Linked DNA regions of Triticum aestivum: region 1 is linked to region 2. Evidence: chromatin contacts called from public Hi-C data. All regions are on one chromosome and are shown on one strand. The core of a region is the stretch at or near the end of the contact, and the rest is flanking DNA. Distances in the headings are between cores, read along the strand shown. Region 1 holds the start of LOC123069313. Region 2 holds the start of LOC123065203 (mitochondrial arginine transporter BAC2).

Region 1 (2,700 bases), core at 169-2,668, 430 kb before region 2:
TCCATCTCATCTTTCTTATTTAAACAACGTGTTTGGTTGAAGGGAATTAGCGATAGGAGAGTTTAAGGGGTACTAGACATATGCTCTATTGTTTGGTTGAGGGGCAAGAAAGTTGAGGAGGGAAGGGGAAATGAATTAAGGAGGCGAGGTTAGTCAAGTTCAGAAGGAAAATAAAAGGAGGTGAGGCTAATTTCCACATATCCCTTTCCTAGTTTCAGGTGGGATGGAAAAATTCCCACTAGTAAATTTCCACCACACATCAAACATGGGTTTGAGATGGATAATCTTTTTTCCAAAGCCTAAATCTCATCCCACTTCTCTCAGGCTGTCAAACACGTTGCAAGGAAATGTTGTGCGTCTTGTCTTAATTAATCACTCACTTTTTATGTTTTTTCAGCTATCTTACTTTCTAGTTTTATCTTTTCTTTCTTGATTTTACAATTTCGAGTTTTGGGGTCTTTCCTATTATTTTTATTTTTTATTTTTTATGGTTTACCATTTTCTCTTTTGTAAAAATATATTAATTTCTATTACCTCCATCCCAAAAGTATTTTCTTATGTCTAGATACATCCATATATAGACAAATCTAAGACACGTAATTCGGGACAGAGGGAGTATTTCATTAATATGCATTTTTTCTTAAATGCCTGAGCACTTTTTAAAAATCACATAATTCGAGAAAGAGGGAGTATTTCATTAATATGCATTTTTCTCTTAAATGCCTGAGCACTTTTTAAAAATCACATTAATATATTTTAAACTTCATAAATACTTTTTAATTATTTGTGCATTATTAAAATTCATAAACACTTTTTTGAAACTACAAAACACTTTTAAATTACAGGAAATATTTTGGAATTATGTGTACACTTTTTAATCGAATGGATTTTAAAAAATTACATAAACACTTTTATTTACATGGAACCTTTGTTAAAAAATGGAATGTCCTTTAAATTTAACTAACATTTTTCTCAAATTGCGTAAGTTTTTATAAAATAGATGACCTTTCTATTATTATACGGATATTTTCCTAAAATACGTAAACATTTTTATAAAAATATACGATTATCTTTTAAAATGTGTGAACACTTTTTTACATGGATATCTTTTAATACGTGAATAATTTTTAAATGCATAATTGTTTCATAAATACATTTTTACGGGGGATTATAACTAATAAAGTTTTATGTGTGCATATTATTATAACACATGAGTATTTTTATTCCACTGAATACACATGATTGTTTTTATATTATTTAACAGAATTCCAGAAAAACAAGAAACATTGTAAGGTGGGCCGCACCGATTGCGGGACGTTCAGGCAGCGCTGTGGGCGGCCCCGTGCTTAACGCTCGCACGAAGCAGCGTATAGCACAGCCCTTTGTTCCCCTCAAAAAAAAAAAAAAAGAAGAGCACAGCCCTTTGTTCTCTTCCAATCTCTTTTGCAGTTCGTTCCCTTCCCCGGCGAGCCCACCGCCGCAGCGACATCTCGCGTGCCACCGAGGCGCCGGAGTTTGATTATGGCATCCAACGATGGCGAGGGAGGAGAAGGGTGGGAGGCGGCGGTGCGAGCGGAGATGGGCGGTGCGAGCTGGTGGGACGATCCAGACGGCGCCGACCTCCACGCCAGGTTCAAGGCCTTCACGGGGCAGCGCCGCGACTGGCCCGAGCCCAAGCTCCTCTTCTGGAAGGACCTCCTCCTGCGCGTCGCCCGACGCCTCCGCCTCTGCTCCGCCCCCGCCCACTTGGTAAGTGACCGCCACCTCAAATGCGAGGGTTCGTTTGCTTTCTCTCCTGAGACCATGACGGCGACGGCCACTGCCGCAGGTGACGAGCGTTTGGTTTGCCCGCCCCGGAGGCATCACGCCGCTCTGCTTGCCGCAAGTTCTGGTCAGTTTCTACAACAACCTCACTGTATGTACAGCGTGTGCTATCGGCGTGAGCTAGTGACAAATTTTTTCTGGACATTTCAGGAGGAGATGCGTGCCGATGGGGAGATACTGCTTAAATCCGAGCTAATTGTTCCGACCGCAGGCGGCTTGTATCAGCTTGTCAGGAGGGTGAGCCAGATGGCTATCTCAAGGCGTCCGATTGTACAGGAGGACATCCTTGTGTTTAGATCTTTGGTTGAGGTATAAATTCCTTTTTCAGGCAATGTTGTTAAGAGTGTTAGTATGCTGATTTGATGCCCTGCTATTCAATTGCAGGAACGGTTTGAGGACATTGCTTCGCAGCTGAGAGGCTCCCATTGGACATCAACATGTGTCATTACTTTGACTAAATTCAATAGCTTCTTTTACGGGCAGGAGGATGCTCATGCAGCGTTATGTTACTTGACGCAACGTGGGAAAGCACGGTATCTTGCGATCAGGAAGGAAGACCCTGTCGAGGTTCACGATTTTCTGTTCCATTTTCTGTGGCTTTGTTGCAGTGAATTCCCTCATGTGTTAATACTTAAGTTGGGTGGCTAGCTTCAGGGTGTGAAGTTTCCACTTGTCTCTGCTCATGCTCCTGCCGTCTCGAAGTTTGACTGTGATACCTTACACTTAGTTTGGCAAGAAGAGAAATTGCAGCAGCAGTTTGATGTGCTTGATCGCCGATGGGAAATGTTAGTCTACTTATTGATTTGCCATCTACAATTTGCATGTAACTCTTACGTGTTGTGGTAGAACTCCTATGTAGATTGCATAGACCTAAGC
Region 2 (2,700 bases), core at 18-2,517:
CATGTATCATCGCCATTTCATCCACATACTCCTCCTCGTCGGATGAGTCGGCTCAGTGCAGTTCTCATACAAGTACTTCAAGTCCGAATCCATTGCCTCAAAGAAGAGAGAGAAATGTCAAAATTTTAGCACTAACATTTGGTCAAACACTTGCCGGAGGTGGTGACACCCATGGACGACATCCATAGGAGCGGATGGTACCTGCGTGGCGGATGGGCGAGAGGTGGAATGGTGAAGTAGGCAAAGCGGTGTGGTGACATGATGGAGCAACGGAGGTCCGGTAAGGCTTTGGCGGGCGTCCAGAGTGGTACGGTGACGGTGACGGCCACGGAGGAAACCAAAGCAGAACACGGGGGTGTGAATGAAGACGTGGGCTCTAGATGGGTTTTGGGTGGGCCACGGATGTTGGAGTACTACATGGCGAAGGTCTGAACGCCTGCAAAGCTCCTGCAACTTTGCGTCTAGGTTGTGGGATTTCAGACAGCCATACCTCATACGTATGCGGGACGATGTTGAATGGTGAACTGCGTTCGGACAACTCGTCTCGGATGTTCACGGACAATTTAAGGGCCGACTTTGGAGATACCCTAACATAGCATTCAGATACAGGGTTCACGAAGAGGGACCACTATGCCTTCCCCGCATAAAAAAGGAAACAGAGGGTTACCAAGTACTAACCCAGGACCCTTCCTTGTTGTATAATCTTGCTCAATACTATCAACAAAAAGCAAACATGAAGTACTCCCTCCGTTTCATAATTTTTTGGTGTGCCTTTAGTTCGAAATTATGGAACCAAGGGAGTAGGATGAAACAAAAAAGTAGGCTACATTCTAAGGGCATGGCCAACACTCCAACTTGGAGTGCGGCCCCATCCAAAAAGTTGCTGATGTGGAGGAAAGAGGGGGAAAAGGTAGTGCTTGCAGGGGCCGAACGAGCTCTTGCAGGGGAGTCGGGTGCCTCGTCCAAAAAGATGAAAGAAAGCAGCAGAGAGGAACCGGTAGTGAGAGGGATTATGCATATGTAGATGAAAAAGTAAGAGAGAACAAAAAAAAGACGAAGGTGTGGTCCGCTCAAGCTCTGGCTGCATTGGGGACAGAAAATTCATACACTTAACCTACCTGAACGATGGGGCAGCTACAAGGTGTTGCCCCATTGTACATGCCCTAATTGGGCGTGATACACTGGCACGTCATGGGGCAAATACGACGGTTCGGCCTGCGCCCGCCCCATACGCAAGCCTCGGCAAATACTCCACTCCACTTCCACTGCACTAGGCAAGCAAAGCAGAGCAGAGCAGCAACGTATTCAGGTTGGGACGGACGCTCGGGAACAGAGTGCTTGTCCGTTTCCTTCGCGCTCACTCCCCGTGCCCACAAATACCGCCACCCGCCATCCCTCTCCCACTACATGTCCTCACTTCTCTTCCCGCTCTTCTTCTCCTCCTCCCGCCGTGCCATTGCCGCCCGTGCCCTACCAATTCACCCACGCGGAAAGTTCCCTTCATCCACCGCCGCACACGCCGCGCGTCAGGCCGGCCGTCCGTGTTCCTCGGTTCCGCCCCTGCTCTCCAACGAGTCCGTGCGGATAGAGAGTCCTTTTCCGCTTTTGGAATCGGCACCAAAAGGGAAGCGGGAGATCCGGGTGCTTTTCTTGGCCGGCCGATCCTGCCTGTATATACGATCGGGTCCATTCCCCCGCGCGAGGGCGCCCGAGGGAGCGGCGATTCGAGGGGGGCGGTGGTCTGGTCCGTGGATGGTCGTCATCGTCGTCGTTTGGCCGGACCGTGTCGATGGAGTTCTGGCCCGAGTTCTTGGCGAGCAGCGGCGGGCATGAGTTCGTGGCGGGAGGCGTTGGCGGCATGGCCGGCGTGCTGGCGGGCCACCCGCTGGACACGCTCCGCATCCGCCTGCAGCAGCCGCCGCGGCCCGTGAGCCCCGGGATCACCGCCGCGCGGGTGACGCGCCCGCCCTCCGCCGTCGCGCTGCTGCGCGGCATCCTCCGCGCCGAGGGCCCCTCCGCGCTCTACCGCGGCATGGGCGCGCCCCTCGCCTCCGTCGCCTTCCAGGTGAGCCAGCCAGTTTTAGGAACGTAAAACGTTTCACGCAATTAGGCCGGCCGGCCGGCGTGTGGAGTCCATGAGATCGTGAATTCTTTGGTCACGTCTTCCTTTTTCCAAAAGTTTGCAAATATCGTTTTCGAGAAGAAAGTGTTCAAATAGATGGTACTACTACACGACGTGAACATCTATGACACGACTAAGTAAATGAGCTAGTTCTTTTTAGGATAGTAGATGAGCTAGCTATCATATAGGACGGCGTCACTTTGCGTGTACTACGAAAAGATCATTTGTTTCTCCTCTTGCTTGGCGCATTTGAAGTCTTGTAGTTTTGCATCCTCCGCCTTTGCTTCCTTTACGTGTATCGTTGCGTCGCGCTCATTCCGGTGGTTCACATGGTGTGGCGGCTTAGCGTACGGCCATGCACATGTTTCATGTTTACTCGTGATTAGGCCTGTGTCGGAACGTACTATGCTGCCTAACACTGGCCATTTGGCCAACGGCATTTGTAAGTCTTCCGCAAAAAAAAAAAACGACATTTGCAAGTCTGCACTTGAACACACCGTAAGGCTGCGCTTGGAACGTCGTTTCCCACCCGATTCCGCCTGTAAAATATGCGCATGTAAACAAAATGGGTGGATGGG

The links. Hi-C and Micro-C count contacts between places; a contact is called where the count stands out from the background.
Region 1: a contact with region 2 is called in a Hi-C map of leaf, with 5 times the contacts expected there. The contact joins the promoter of LOC123069313 here to the promoter of LOC123065203 in region 2. A contact is called at or near these places in 2 of 5 Hi-C or Micro-C datasets (both in leaf).

Annotation. Positions count from the first base shown.
Region 1 is chr3B:192,564,174-192,566,873 of IWGSC CS RefSeq v2.1, reverse strand. LOC123069313 reads left to right here and starts at 1,418. Exons shown (of 8, transcript XM_044492142.1): 1 at 1,418-1,749; 2 at 1,829-1,891; 3 at 1,975-2,133; 4 at 2,209-2,391; 5 at 2,479-2,609. The coding sequence starts at 1,522.
Region 2 is chr3B:192,133,749-192,136,448 of IWGSC CS RefSeq v2.1, reverse strand. LOC123065203 (mitochondrial arginine transporter BAC2) reads left to right here and starts at 1,267. Exons shown (of 2, transcript XM_044488552.1): 1 at 1,267-2,065. The coding sequence starts at 1,790.